3 separate regions of the Mus musculus genome follow, and all the other regions are linked to region 1. A link is a contact called in public HiChIP or PLAC-seq and promoter capture Hi-C data. All regions are on one chromosome and are shown on one strand. Each heading gives the region's core, a stretch centred on a gene start, on an enhancer-like site or on the middle of the called end of the contact. The rest is flanking DNA. Distances are from core to core; before and after follow the strand shown.

Evidence for each region. Promoter capture Hi-C pulls out the DNA fragments that hold promoters and counts their contacts. HiChIP or PLAC-seq counts read pairs in DNA pulled down with a chosen protein or histone mark.
Region 2: a contact with region 1 is called in a promoter capture Hi-C map of embryonic stem cells, with 3 times the contacts expected there. The contact joins the promoter of Rassf9 here to the enhancer-like site in region 1. A contact is called at or near these places in 10 of 39 promoter capture datasets (the 3T3-L1 cell line, the C10 cell line, cranial neural crest and 5 more), 1 of 484 Hi-C or Micro-C datasets (cerebral cortex) and 1 of 9 other capture datasets (adipose tissue).
Region 3: a contact with region 1 is called in an H3K4me3 HiChIP or PLAC-seq map of craniofacial prominence, with 7 times the contacts expected there. The contact joins two enhancer-like sites. A contact is called at or near these places in 2 of 15 datasets of contacts at CTCF or cohesin (pro-B cells and stem cell-derived epiblast-like cells), 57 of 484 Hi-C or Micro-C datasets (the AML12 cell line, the C2C12 cell line, LSK cells and 33 more) and 3 of 115 datasets of contacts at active chromatin or transcription factors (astrocytes, a beta-TC-6 cell line and craniofacial prominence).

Annotation. Positions count from the first base shown.
Region 1 is chr10:102,876,093-102,881,117 of GRCm38.p6, reverse strand. No RefSeq gene overlaps it. Among named protein-coding and RNA genes, the nearest start is that of Alx1, 150 kb to the left of the region's middle. Within about 2 kb of position 2,802, at least 19 of the 459 cell types and tissues checked have an H3K27ac peak or open chromatin away from gene starts, as enhancers often do. A contact at or near this core is called in craniofacial prominence, where this site is marked.
Region 2 is chr10:102,509,251-102,514,275 of GRCm38.p6, reverse strand. It overlaps Rassf9 (Ras association (RalGDS/AF-6) domain family (N-terminal) member 9), which reads right to left and starts at 2,054. Exons shown (of 2, transcript NM_146240.4): 1 at 1,692-2,054. The coding sequence starts at 1,738.
Region 3 is chr10:103,139,223-103,144,247 of GRCm38.p6, reverse strand. All of the region lies in intron 22 of Lrriq1 (leucine-rich repeats and IQ motif containing 1), which reads left to right. Among named protein-coding and RNA genes, the nearest start is that of Gm25376, 20 kb to the right of the region's middle. Within about 2 kb of position 2,962, at least 6 of the 459 cell types and tissues checked have an H3K27ac peak or open chromatin away from gene starts, as enhancers often do. A contact at or near this core is called in craniofacial prominence, where this site is marked.

The sequences.
Region 1 (5,025 bases), core at 1,553-4,052:
CCATACACTCTACAAATCTGTAAACCTTTCTGTCAGGCCATTAAGGTCAACCCAAGAGATTTTAGTCTGCTTACTTCTAATGAAAGTCACAAATACTATTTATTGTTTTCATAATGTATTATATATCTTATAAACTACATAGGAAATTTATCAGATTTTTTAAAAACTATGGCGGAACTAGGTAAACTCTATGCTAAAGAAAGTCAATTTTCATATGACTGCTCCATCTTTATCACACACTCACTGAGAACACTCCAACAAGGCGAGAAATGGGTTTTGATACGTTTGTGCAAATGAAGAAAACATAGCAGCTAGGAAATGAAATGATTTTTGCAGGTCTTGAAATTAGGAGACATCATGAAGGAACTCCAAGTCAAACCCTTTCCCGTATATGAATTGTTCTTTGCTAAGCAATGTTTTAGAATTATGTGGGTGTTCAGTTCCTAATGTCTTTTGCATCGTCTCTTCCTTACAAGTTTAAATAACAGTGACTGTTCCCTTTAGGGTTGTCATATAATACAGCTTTGCACATATATTGTGCTTCTGATACAAAGAGTCCTATGCCCACTGATAAAATCCAAACTGCTTTTTTTTTTTTTTTTTTTTTTTTTTTGTTGCAAAGCTCAAAATAGTCTGGACACATGATACCAGGACTGATCGTTGCTACCCATTTAAGTTACGTATTAAGTCTAAATTTAATCAAGGCCACATTTTATTTATACATTTCATGCATTAAACTCATTTAAACTTTTAGTCAGATTGCATTAGAAGAAATACCCCCGTGTACATCACGCAGCAGCAAAGCTAGTGTTGTGTGCTCCAGGAATTTGAAAGGAGCTAGAGATCGGGAGTCTGATTTCAACCTTTCTTTTTCTTTCTCTTCCCCTGTGCTTGCAGCAGGTCTGTTGTGGGGCACACAGTTTGTTTCCTAACATCACTAATATAGTCAGCATGCTATGTACAAATGTGTAAACACAGACATTCCCTGTAATCAGGGAGGTTGGTATCTTAAGGCAAGATTATGTTTTTTTTAGGAAATGCAATTTATGTTCAGGATTGGATTTCGTTTGCAGACTGATAACGTCTGGGGTTCAAGAGGATGATAATAGCATTGTATTTTAACAGCCTGCCTGGCATCTGAGACCTCCAGCCTTCTTAGGCAGTTGTGTCTTATGATCTCAAGTTAAAAGATGTTAATTCTTCCTTTCTTTGAATGATGGCCAGCATGAGTGATATGAAAATTATTTAAACCTATAAAATCTGTAGCGCGAATAAGCCACATAGTCGAATGCAAGGAAATACAGAGAGACATGGGAAAAAAATATGCAGGGACACCAGGACTAACATCCATCTTCACAAGTCAGGAAATTAAAATTTATGTCTGGAACTCTGGTACCCTTGAGGTTGAGGTTGTTGGGTGGGGACCGTGTTAGACACGATCCTTAGACTATAATCATTTTAGTCTGGTTAAGGCATTGCCCTAATATTATAAGACAAGTTAAATATATGATAAATATTCGTCCTCCTTTCAAATACAAGTTGAAATAAATCCACCCAAATACCACTTGGTATTATAGCTTTCTCTATAAATCAATCCATTCACTTAAAAAAAAAAACAAAAACAAAAACACAAAACAAAACAAAACAAAAAAGAAAACTGCTGCATGTCTTTTCCAGAGCCTTAAAAATAAATGTTAAATGTTTTTGCAAGTTTAATCATCAGTTTCCATGGCCAAAGCGCAGGTTTCCCCCAATATTAAATTCACTGGATCATTTTTACTACTCTTTGTCTTTCTCCTTCCCATTCCTTCTTCTCTTCTTCCTTCTTCTGATCTTTCGGTTTCTTTTTAAAATGTTAAGCCAGGAAAGTTGAGAGCTGAGGGCCCAGCAGCTCCTCTAAGCAGTGGATACATGTATCAGGTAAAAAAAGAAGTAAAGCTTTCTTCAGCTGAGTCTCTTCGAGTTCAAATAAATTTTAAAAAAAGTCCCTAATGAATTGAGTACCGAGAACTTTTCTTAGTGCCTCGGAGTCCTTTTTAAGCCTGGTAATAGGTACTGTGAGCGGGGAGACCAGACCACAGAAACCTCAACCTGCCTGGGTTGTGCTTGGAGCGCTGCAGCAACATTGACCGGAGCAAGCGGAGCTTAAGATCATTTGCTCAAACATATTTTCTAAACAACACGTGTGTCAATTCGAAGGACAGGTCTGGAACATGCGGTCTTGACCTGATTTTACAGCATCGGGACGCTGTATGGCATTATAATCATCGAATGTTTAGCTGTGCCCTTATAGGCACAAGTTTGTGCACAAACATTATATCTCATGATTCTTCCAAAACACTTGGAAAAAATAGTGTAGTTTTTTGTTTGTTTGTTTGTTTGTTTTTTAATAATCTTTTATTGTGGTCCTCTGCTTGCTCTACCTCAACTAAAATGATATTCGGTGCTATTAAGACTATTTATTTAATGAGAATGTTTCCGTTTGGCATGTACCATAACGAGTACGGATTTTTTTTTTTTTTTTTTTTTGTTGCTGCTGTTGCTGCTCATTAAGTGTTTCTGACAAAGAGCTAAAGTATTGGGAATCAGAAGCTGAACTGGAGACAGTTCACATCACTTTAGCTGCAGTCTTGTTGTCTTAACTGGGGAGTAAAATATTAGCCCTGCCTAACCTACCTTTTCCATTAGGTGTAAAAAACACTCTCTACAAGTGGAGAATATGAAAGCCAGCTCTCGACTGATTGCTTGCATGTTATTCCTATGCACGCCCATTGTCATAAGCTGGCGCTGGGCGAGCCCCTGATTCTAACCATATGCTGTAGGCAGAAAAGCTTGGAGGAGTTTCCTCTAGGGTGCCAGCACCAAGTCCTGCTGGATCCCCAGGCTCCGGGAGAAAATGAAAACTGCAAGTTCTCCCGTGATGAGATTTCATCCAGATGGTCCGTGAGTTTATATATTAAATAATGAATTCTGGACGTTTAAGTAGTGTCTTTAAATTGTAAAGTCCATATAAATTTGTCCACTGGAGGGCGCACGAAGGCCATAATACTGAAGCCAACTCTCAGGCCGGAAACTGAAAATCTAATTTAAAATATATCACTTGAGTGGATTAATTCATAACTACTGTAATTCTAATAAGATTACTAATTTATAGTGTCAAACGACATTCAGACCTCTGCTCTGGCTTTCTCTTAAGCAGCCTGCTGAGCTGTTGAAAAATAATTCAACATTCGGGAACGTAAAGAAACTTAAGGTACACAGCTAATAATCTGGAATTCAAAAAAATAAAGACTAAAATTATTTTTTTGAATGTGTGTATTGACTCCAATTGTCAGGACAATTTCTGTGCAACAAAGCAGAATAGGTATATTACGTCAGCCAATTACCTACAACACAGCATGACTCACTCTATGAACTTCAATTTAAAAAAAGAAAGATGAATCTCTGTTGGAAGGCATTGAGACTAAATACGCATTACTTTGTGTCTAACGAATAAACATCATTAATGTGATCTACAAGGCAATGCCTTTGTGAAGTTTTATTTACCCTAAGAAAGTGCCTGTGCGTGTATGCTCAAACAATTCATAGAATACTCATAGAATACTCATCAATGAATTTGAGGCTTATATTCACTTTATTTTATTGGAGATCTTTCAAAGGGAATCTCAGTATGGAATGTTAGTTCACATCAGTATTGCCTTTTCTTGCTCTGTTTGATTTTTGAGACAGGATATGTTTTCGGGGGAGATGTGGCTGCTCTGGAACTCACTCTGTAGACCAGACTAGCCTTGAACTCAGAAATCTGCCTGCCGCTGCCTCCCAAGTGCTAGGATTAAATGACTGAGCCTTGTAAGCCTAAACTCATCATTGTCTTTTGGAGGTCTGGCTTTCTTACATTGGGGAACTCTGATTTGGAGAAACCTGCTGTTCTTTACTTTGTCTAATGAACCGTGCTGATCACCCAGGAGACAGAGCACTGTGAGGTCTTTCTCTATTGGTTTAACAATTTCATTACATTTCTGTAATGGAGTCCTGTGATTGTTTTACTCTCTCTCTTGCTCTACAAATGGAGGCTGGAACTGTACAGCGCTTTCAGGTAGAAAAGACCTCCTTAAGACAGAAAGGGGGCTTTCAGGTAGACATGTGTTGGCAGTAAAGAAGTAATTAGTCTTTTGCAATTAACAGGTCATCAGTCTGAGTAAAATGACTGGTGCAGCCAGAATGCACTACTAGCTATTGTTGTCATTGTGAAGACAGAATCCCTAATGCTGATGTTGTTTGGGTTTACCAAAAACAGCTCTAAAGCTGAAACTGATAAATGCAACCACTGTTTCTTTCTTATTGGCTTCATTAATTTTTTGAGAATTTCACACACGAGAACTGTCTTTACAGTACTCTTCCCCTGCCCTGTTCCTTCTGTGTCACTCCTACATCTTCTAAAGTTCATGGATATATCCATATCTATCTATATCTATGTCTACATCTACATCTACACCATCTCTATGTCTATATTTATATCTATATGTGTGTGTCTGTGTATGTCTGTGTGTGTCTTTGTGTGCCTGTGTATTCAGTAGTAGGCTATCTTCTAAAGTTCAAAGCATCCTCAAAGACAACAAAGATGAAAAGAGAGACAGAGAGTTATGATCCACGCAGATGGAAAAGTATTTTTGGCAGAATTCCCTTCTAATACCTCTCAAATTACACAACATAACATGTTTAATAAATTGAAATAATTATTTGCGAAATAGTTTTTGAAAAACTTAAAACAAATTTTAAATCATCACAACGACAAACATGGAAACAAACCAAACCCCATGATATCCGGTGGGGTTTAAACTTTTGCCTCCTCAGCATTGTATAATGCTTCTCTTAAGGCGGTAAAAAAGTAATGATATTTTCTAATGTAATGAAATTTTCTAAATAATTTGATTAAGACAATGGCATCTAACTACTTCAATAATAATTAGGTATGGTAATTGGGTGAGTAAATTTAAATGACACGAAGAGAGTTAGCAGAAACAG
Region 2 (5,025 bases), core at 805-3,304, 370 kb after region 1:
CTTATCTCTTCATCACAATTTTTGAGTTTAAAGTATCCTGCTGAGAGTGTTTGTTTTATGGCTAGACCAGAAGGCTCAGTCACAGAAGCAACACAATGGAAACAGACTATGGAGTTTGATAAAGGACATTCAGGGGTGCATTCAAAGGTTTTAGTGCTCTCTTCTTGGTACACAAGTGATGAAATCCATAAACTGGTGAAGCACTCTTCACAACCAACAATTCCGAAGACAGGATTTGGTTGCAGAAGCACAATTTGTTAAAAAAAAAAAGAAAAAAAAAACAATAAACCCAAAATACTTTTTACACAATTTCATAGTGTTTAAAGAAATATGAAAATGCTACAGTAGTAACCCAACTAGAATCCACAGCTGAATTGAGGCAGGGAAGCTGGAGTTGGTTTATCTGGAATATTATTAAAGACCTTGTCACTACTAATACATGAAGCTAGTTGTAATGGTTATCACAAGCTATTAAAATGAACTGAAACCATTGTCTCGTAACATGTAATAAAGCATCCTGATTTAAAAAATACAATATTTATCATATTTGTCACACAAGTAACACATACAAGTGATTAAGACGGCTTCACAGTATATACTATAGCTTTTGTAGTTTCTTAAAGAAATTCAATCAACTAAATCAAGTAGATATTCGTGTACAAAACAGAGGCGCGCAGAATCACGTTAAAGTCGTATTCCTGTATTATCAGGCAGACACTTTAAAATAATTATATCATTTCCTACCTTGTAATTGTATCCATTTAAATTTACACTAAGCAGAAGATGACAAGCGCAAACAGGCATAATGAAGAGGAGAGAAGAATGGCTGGAAAGCCCATTTTATTATATCTGCCAAAACAGATATATTAAAAAAATAAATCCTGTCTCAAATAATCATTTCATTGTTTGCATAAAATGTAATATTTGAGTATAAGTAAATTAGTTATGGTAGTGAAATATATAGATATTATCCCATTATTCCAAATCCCCCCTTCCAATCTCTCTCTCTCTCTCAGTATGCAGAGTACATGCATTAACTCTAAGTATAGTGGCAATAATAAAGTGAAGCACATAGCTGCTTGTCTCCTCTTTGAACGCCTAAGCCACCTAAAGTTCTCAAAGACACACAGTCCATTAAGAGCTCCTTCTGGGAATGTTCGCAATTGGGAACTTTCCAGATTTTAGAAATGCTCCACTCTTAGAGGGGACCAAAGCATTGTTTCCAGATTGTATCAGCAGTTGTACTTTTTTTTTTTAATTTTTCCTTTCAATAAGTGATTAGAAATCCTAGTTGTATCTTTCCCAAACTCTTAAGCTTTTTCAAAAAGAGATATTCTAATGCAACGCTTAAACTAAACCAGATCTTGTGATTCTTCTCTCCCCAAAAGTTCAAGACAAAGTAAAGAGAAAATGTTAGTGTTAGTTAGTGTACTCAGACTGCCATAAAGGGAAAAGAGAGTTAAAAATCAGTCATGATTTCCCATGATCCTTGTTCGGGATACGTCCATCGTCAATACAGGACCTATGGTCTGAAGAGCTAGCTGGGTCTTCATTCTAGATCCCGACCGACTCGCCAAACAGTTCTCATCAGAACCAAAGGCTTAGGGAACTGAATCCAACACACACACACACACACACACACACACACACACACACACACACACACGCACTCATTTTTTTTTTTTTTTTACCTGTTTTTATGTCGTGTCTTCAGTAAGTTTCTTCCAAAGGGAGCCATGGTCTGTCCGGCAAGGCAAGCAAATAACACAGTCCTTATCTCAAAGTAATCTGGGCCCTGGGAGGGGTGTCTGGGTCTCTCTGGTGAAAGGAGGAAGGCTGGAGGCTTCCTTTTCAACTCCTCAGATGTTCCTTGCTTTCAAGCTCATTAGCAGCTGGCTGAGAGAGTTGCTGGAAGTTGTGCAATTGCTGCCTAACTTTGAACTGCGGGATTGTTGTGGCTGCTGTGCCTAGGGAGACCAGCCCAGCTTCAGCCTGGAAGAAGGTGTGTGTTTGGAAGCTCAAAAGATAGAGGAGAGGGAGGAGAGAGAGGGAGAGAGGAAGAGGGAGAGTCAGAGAGGGAGGAAGGGTGGAGAGGAGGGAGGAAGGGAAAGAGAGAGGAAGGGAGGGAAGGAAGGAGGGGAGAGCCTCTATTGTGTGTTGTAGCTATTTGCCAACTAGCTAAACTCTAAGACCTGCCAACCCTACAGGCATGGTAATAGCCATGGAATGGGAATTGCACTCGACTTGGAACCCCCCCCCCCCTTTCCTGCTTTCCACACCCAGCCACACAAGGTGTACACACATAAAAGATTTAAAGCTACCCCCCTCCCCCCTGCGGCCTCCTGCCAGCCAGCTCCAGTCAGTGAAAAGTAATCTGATCTTGGCAAACAGGAATGAGCAGGAGGAACGCTTCCCCTACCTACTCCATACACACAAAATAAAAACCCTCCCCTTCCCTGAATGCAAGCGTGGTAAGGCCAGTTGAGCAGTGCAGCAACTAAGAAAGCAGGTTCCCTGGCTCTCCATTAAAAAACAAAAAAGGGTGGGGAAACCGTGAAGGACCAAGGGCTGCTGGGTTAACTGATCACTGCCCAATGATATAGCTGGCTTCCTAAGGTGCTGGCATCCGTCAGCCTTTGGAGACCACATGCTGTGTCTCAGGGACCTTGGGAGTGCCCTAGGAAAAGTGAGCTGCTTGCCATCACCACCTTTAACTACTGAACAGTAGAAGGAGTCTATGGAACTAAAATTGGTATACTATCAAAATGTGTGTGTGTGTGTGCGTGTGTGTGTGTGTGTGTGTGTGTGTGTGTGTGTGTCTGCTGGTATGTAAAACTTTAACCTATGACCTGGACGAGACAGACAGACAGACACAGGAGCTATAAAATGTGTGTGTGTGTGTGCGTGTGTGTGTGTGTGTGTGTGTGTGTGTGTGTGTGTCTGCTGGTATGTAAAACTTTAACCTATGACCTGGACGAGACAGACAGACAGACACAGGAGCTATAGGAGGATAAGTGTCCAGGGGAAAGTTCCTGGAGGATTTACTCTGAGCCTTATTTTGAAGAATCTGCTATCACCCCCCACCCCCCCACACACACACCAGCAATGACTCCCTAAAACACAACCCAGTTCCTAATCACATGCCTGTGGGGTTGGGAGGGAGGGAGGAGGGAGGGAAAAATGGGCTTGCCGGCCTTACAATTTCCCTTTTCAGGCTGATGTCTTGAGTCCCAGCAAAGCACACAGATGGACACTGTTTTCTATGGAAATCCCGTCTGGACAGCAGCATCAGCAAGCAAGACATGGTTGGAAGGAGTCGTTTTATTCTTGTACACACTTCAATGTTCAGGATTTCAAAGTGATAGGAAGACCCATTTTCATTATGTAATCACAACTTCATTTGTAGGATATATATGCATATGTTTTTATTTAACTAAAATTATATTTTTCTTTATAATCTTATCTAAGATATGCATGTGCCCGTGAACCATTATAAATTTGGAAAGTATAAATGCAGTGTTACAATTTAATTATATTTTATATAACTGAACTGTTATATAGAACTGTTTAAGAATATCTAACCATTTTTAACTCTAGAAAAAGCGTTTTCAATAATACAGGTGCCAATTGCATATTTTGTTTTTCTTTCTGTATAACTTCATGAGAAAAAATGTGCATTTTTCATGCTTAGTATTTTTATATGCATGCATTTTCTATGTAATAAAAACTACATAATCTGAGGTATACTTCGGTCTCCTTTCCTTGCTAACACATATAATGGTTTGTCACTAGGGAAGTTTCTCTAAGGTATTCTAAATTGAGTTTCTATAGATGTACTGTTTACATATTAATTTTAACAAATTGTAAAAATGTTTTCATTTGCTAATTAATGTCTTTGTGTATCCTATCCTTTTGGTTTCTACCTTTATTGGCATTCTTTGTATAAATATGTATGTGTGTACACTATATTGTTAGGAAGGACTTCTAATGGAGGAAGAGGAAACATTCCATCTTCACTAGCATAACCTTTCTGCTGCTTTCAAGTTATCACAAATGAGTTACCTTTAAGAGGTTATTATTTCTCACATAAAACATCCTATTAATACTCTTCATAACAAGCTCTTTCATGTCAAAGAGTTAAACACAGAGAGGTTTGTATATATTAAGCAGTTGCATCTTTATTTGTCAATTATGTATCAATAATGATGGGGAACAACACAAAATGTTACCATCCCTCAGTTATTAAAAGCAGAAAGAAATACAAAATATGAGGCATATTACTTTAATGGAATATGAAGAAAGTAGCAAACCTAACTCTATCCCTAAAAGACAACAACAAATGTATGCTTTATAAAGTCTGATCCACTGGCAAGAAGACATTGTATATGTAATTGGAAAGGAAACTTTATTCTGATTTTATATATTTGCCTGGTTTTTAATATTCAGATGCTCTCCTCTGCTAATAACATGGTCAGAAAAATCATATTCTACATGTGCAGTATAAGAGATATGGACTTTTGTGGATGAACATATTTATGTACAACAATAATCTTCAAAATATTCAACATTGAAGCCAAATTTATTTGAGTTATATAATTTATCAGAGTTCCTCCAAGAAAATAATAGTTCTGAGAAGGGCTAATTCTCACTGATAGTTCTTTAGCTAAGTGAATGATATATTGTGTATAAAATGTCGACATGGGGTATTAACCTAAATACCTCTTTTCCCAGAGTTATCCAAAACTTGAAAATAAGGCAAATCATGATTTTTTTACTTTCTCATGATATAATAGAACACTTGTCTAACAGTCACTCTTAAGGATTATTAGAGGGTCTGAAGCAATGTGTCCTTGAACTGTTCATTGATGAGGAAGAGACAGATGTAAAATTATAAAACAAGGTAAGTATGCTGTAAACAACTGTGTTTCAGGAGCAATCCAAATGATTTTGATGGTAGATGATGGCTAATGTATCCTCTTCCTCTTCCTCTTTTCTTCCTCTTCCTCTCCCTCTCCCTCTCCCTCT
Region 3 (5,025 bases), core at 1,713-4,212, 260 kb before region 1:
TTCTCTGTGTGCTGTGCGCTCTGTCAACTGTGTTATAATTTGTCTCCGAGATGGTACATCGTGGAATGTTGATTGAAAAACCAACCTCTCTGTGTCCTCATTCCTCTGTGCACTCTTAGATTGCCTGGCCGGTCAGAAATGCATCAGTTTAGTGGATTTTAGCTGTAGATAATCACACACGAAAAGAGACACAGTTGATTTCTCTCATGACTGAAGAATTTGGTAAAAAAAAAAAAAAAAACAAAAACAAAAAAACAAAACTGGAAGGCATCATTTTTCAATCCCCTTGTGATTGTATTCTGTCCTTTTTTGCTCACTTCTCATTTATGTACCCCTGCTAAATGCGGACATATCTGACAAGAAATAACAAATGGTTATGAAGTTATATTTGTTCAAAACTTTAAAAATTATCTACACATTGCATTGAACTTCAATCTTTATAATCTCAAGAGTTCATGAGCTTAATATAAGACACCCTATTCTTCTAATGTGCGGTTTTGTTGCAAGGAATCAAGAAAAAAATGAATATTTGTAGCTTTTTATGTTTATTAAATTCCAAGCTATATACACATGTAGTTTCTGAATTAAAGTAACAGAAATGCTTTTTAATACATAAAATACCTTTCATATCAGTCAGTAGCCATTGATAAATTTATGGTAACTTATTTTTCTTTTTTAAACATATAATTTTTCTTAGTGTGATATTAGTTATTTTAATTTCTATGTTGCATCCTTTTGAGATAACTGTAATTTTGTATACTGTTTTTCAAAAACAAAGCATTGAACATTTAAACATTTTTAAATGAATTTAAGTAAGTACAATGCTCTCCCCTTGACTATGCCTGCTATCCACTCATTTTGTAAACCACTATGAAGGTTATCTGCTCTGAACCAAACCATTTCATGGCTACTTCAGTGAAACAGGAACTCAAAACCCGGAGAGTTTTGAAGCTCAGCCTGAGTAGGTGGAATAAAAGGCTGTAACTAAGGTTTTCAATAATCTTCTTTATTTTATTTTATTTTTTTGGTTTGTTTCATTATCCTTCTACATGAATTTCAGAAGGAGCTATTTTACGAATAATACAAAAGTATATGGAACTCCCCAAGTTCAAAGGCAAAATAAGGTTGAGAACTGACCCAGTCAAAATTCCATGCCTATTTCTGCTAGGTCTTCTTCAAAAAGAAATAACACCATGTTTGCAGTCCCCTCCCACAGTGAGAACTGAGAAAACGTTTATGTCAATAGAATTTGTACAGGATTCTGCCATTCAGAAGGCCATTCTTCCTGCCGATATCATCAAAACTTTATGTGAGAAATTTTGATCAATTAGCCTGTTAAATATGTTTCAGCAAAGGATTCACCAAGCAATATTGACATAGTTGTAACTTTTCCTTTCTTGCTCTTTTACTTACTTGTTTTGCATTTGTGGTCACACCTAGATATAATTAAGGAAAAAAAAAAAGTTTCTTTTATCAGTCACAAGGGGGCATGATAGGGTCAAAAATAGAAAGGGAAAAACCCACAGTGAAACTTGTAACTCCATTTTTAACTTAATGTTTTGGCAATGCTGAATAAGCATAACGTGTTAGGTAAAGTCGTAGGTGACAATTGTACAATTGTGATGTTTTAGATGGAGATCATCAACTGTCTGCAAAATCCCAATAGACAATTTACCACGGGGGCGGGAGGGGGGATTTTAAATCACTTTGTCACAGATTTGTTGTAGATTTTCTTTCTTTCTTTTTTTAACATCAATAAATTAAAGACACAAAATCAATTTGACTTTAAAATCTGACTGCCTAAATACAGAATTTACTGATGAGCCTTTTATGGTTCTCATGGTTCTCCTCTATACCCTCCAGACAGTAGACAAATCAGTTAGAATAAGAGAGGGTTAAAAATGAGAATAAGCCAGGCAGTGGTGGCGCACGCCCTTAATCCCAGCACTTGGGAGGCAGACACAGGTGGATTAGAGAAACCCTGTCTTGGACACCCCATCCCCTCAAAAAAAAATGAGAAGAAAGAGAGAGGAGGGAGGGAGGGAGGGAGAGAGAGAGAGAGAGAGAGAGAGAGAGAGAGAGAGAGAGAGAGAGAGAGCATCCTGAGTGAATTTATTTATATTTTATTTTATTTATCTTCTATTATGTTCATGGCACTTATGTTATGTTCATCTCAGAGTAAATTATTTGATGATAATTTACTCAGATTGTGATGGGATTTCTTTTAGAAATTAAAATTTAATCAAGCCATTTTACCTTTCCAGTTTTCATGGTGAGGTGTCATTAATTTACTTGAAAATAACCATGATTTAAAATTTTAGCCACTGATGTTCTAAAACAAATCTTAAGTATTTACTTAAATATCTACACTCCGCTAAACCTGAAAATGTTTACTTAGGAGAGTTAACATATTAATGGGGATACTAAGCACATCTTATACAGAAAGTTTGCCAACGTGAAAATTGGAAGCCATGAGAGGGCAGCATTGTCCACAAAAGTACTGTAAGAATCGCTAGTTCTGTTGGCTGAGGGTGTCAGGATGGATATCAGAGACAGGATCTGGTAAGAAAATGGAGTCGACTCTATTCTGCATTCTAACAGAGCTGTCCTCAAGGAGGCCTAGCATTCATACAGAGTAGAGGAACATTAAATACCAGTCATGGCTGATCAAGAGAAAATACTTCATATTTCCCGTTCGTATTTTTATATGTTTGTATTGGCCAAGAAATATGAATTGAAAATATCTATTTAATGCAAAAATGAAAACATGGCAGAGGCAGAAAGTCCACCGATTTCAGACAGCGGTGGGTGATGGAATAAATTGCCAAGAGATGGGGAATAAAAACTGCCGAAGAAACTGGTTAATCAAGAAACAGAGTTGAGGAGCAACAAGGGAGCAAAGTTTGTGGACAGAGGTTAGGGAAACCCCAGTGCTGATGAAACCTGCTGGTATAAATCAGGCTGTCTGCTTTGAAGAGCAGCAGGATCCAGTGTCTTGCCTAGCTGAGATTGCAGGCCTCCGAAGCAAGCCTGGTTTATTTCATCTTACTTCTTTGTTACTAAATATTATTTGCATAGAAAAAAGATAAAGAGAAGCTGAAGAGGGAAGAATGGAAAGATGGTAGAGGAATTGCTTGGTGGTCTTGATAGGCAGTCTAAAATTTTGTGACTTTATTATTGTTTACTTAGTTGACATTTGGATCTGGGTTGTTTTTGTTTTACCTAGTAAGTAATTTTCTCTCCTTGTGATTGACATCAGCTAAAACAGTAGTGACTAGTCCTGTTCCGTGTATTGTCTGTCAGTTTGTTTTGCTGTCCTCCTCCACGCAAAAGAGATTTCAGAATTTGGTGACCAGAACTGGAGTTATCAGATACTGAGGGAAGTTTAAGATTCAGAACCGCCATAAAGAACACCGTATGTAAGGCGAGAGGCCCAAGTCTATTGAAAACATGCTGGGTCAATAACCTGAGGGGAGCGAGCATATTTGGAAGTAAGACTAGATGAGCAGGCTAGGGAAAGGGAGTGGGTGGCTGGTTTTGATGCCTAGCACGCCTTAGAAGCTCTAAGTGGAGAGACTTGGGTGCATAGACGCTGGCAAAATCTAAGGGTAGAAAGTGTAGAATGCATGTTTCTATCTGTATATCAAATTTATACATGTTGGACTTGCTTTTATAATTAAAAAAAGGTGAAAGCAGGTCTATATTTTTTGAAGAAAGAGTGACACAGAAGGATCAAAATGATTCACCAGCTCTTTTAATTCCTGAATGTATCAAGTATATGATTCTTGTTCAGTGGGTAGTTGCTAGCTTTACTTTCAATAAAACAGGCTTAAGCCAACTTTGTATTATTAAATCATATCCTAGAATTAAGCAATGCAGAATATTTTAACACACTCATTTTATGTGCTTTAAGGGGATGAAGAGTTGTGGGAAAGGGGCTTCCAAAATAATAATACAGCTAATGAATTTTTAAATAAGAGAGATCAAGAATGATCAAGAATGACAAAACCTGAGCAAAATGAGATTTACTTAAGATTTACTTTATTTATGTCGAAACGTCTAGAAATAATAAGAATTTGAGTCAAATACTACTCTGTTGTGCTTCAAAAACAATAATAGAATTCACTCTGAATTATAAAGCAGTTGAGTCTCTCTACCTATAAAATTTCCAGAATCCACTAACATATCTGGCACCTGATTCAACATTAAAGTTATGAATAAACATTGAAAATTATGTATTTTTGGCTTTGTGGATCTTTAGTAAATTGCAGATTTATATTTGGGAAGTTAAATTTAAATTAGTACTTGTATATGCAAACAAATATTGGTGTTAATGTGGTTCAAGAGGCCAGAGTCCATCCCAATCCAAACTTAGCAGTGTTTTCCCAGTGGTGCTGGTCTTAGAGACATGATGGACACAAGAGAGTCTGGATTTTCACTCCATGGTCTCATGCTAAGAATGTGACAAAGGAGTTCCTATATGAAGACCCTGAAAAGGGGGGGGGGTGGGAAGACCATTGTGTGAATGTATTAGAGTGAGTCTGACTTCAGAGGATGCTCTAAGATATTGGCTGTGGACTATCTGCCAAGAAGGGCTATGTGTAGGGAATGGAGCCATGGGAACAGAGCCATCCAGAGACAGATGTATGTTGCAGGGGGCAAAGCTGCAGGGAAAGATCTACCTAGCCCTTTGAAATGAAAGTACTGAACAGCAGACATGAAGCTGTAGGATTTGGTGTTTGCCTTGCTTGGATCCAGTCTTGCTAGTATTACTTTGCTATGCCCCCAGTCTTCCTTTTTAGAAATATATATATATATATATATTTCTAAATACATACATACATACATATATATATATATATATATATATATTCACACATATATTTCTATGTCATTGTATGATGGAAGTATGTAATTTGTGTTTTTATTTTACAAAAGGTTGCAATTAAGAGATTGCCTTGAATCAACAGAAGAGACTTTGAACTTTCAAGCAGTATTAGAACTGTAAAAACCTGTGAAAACATT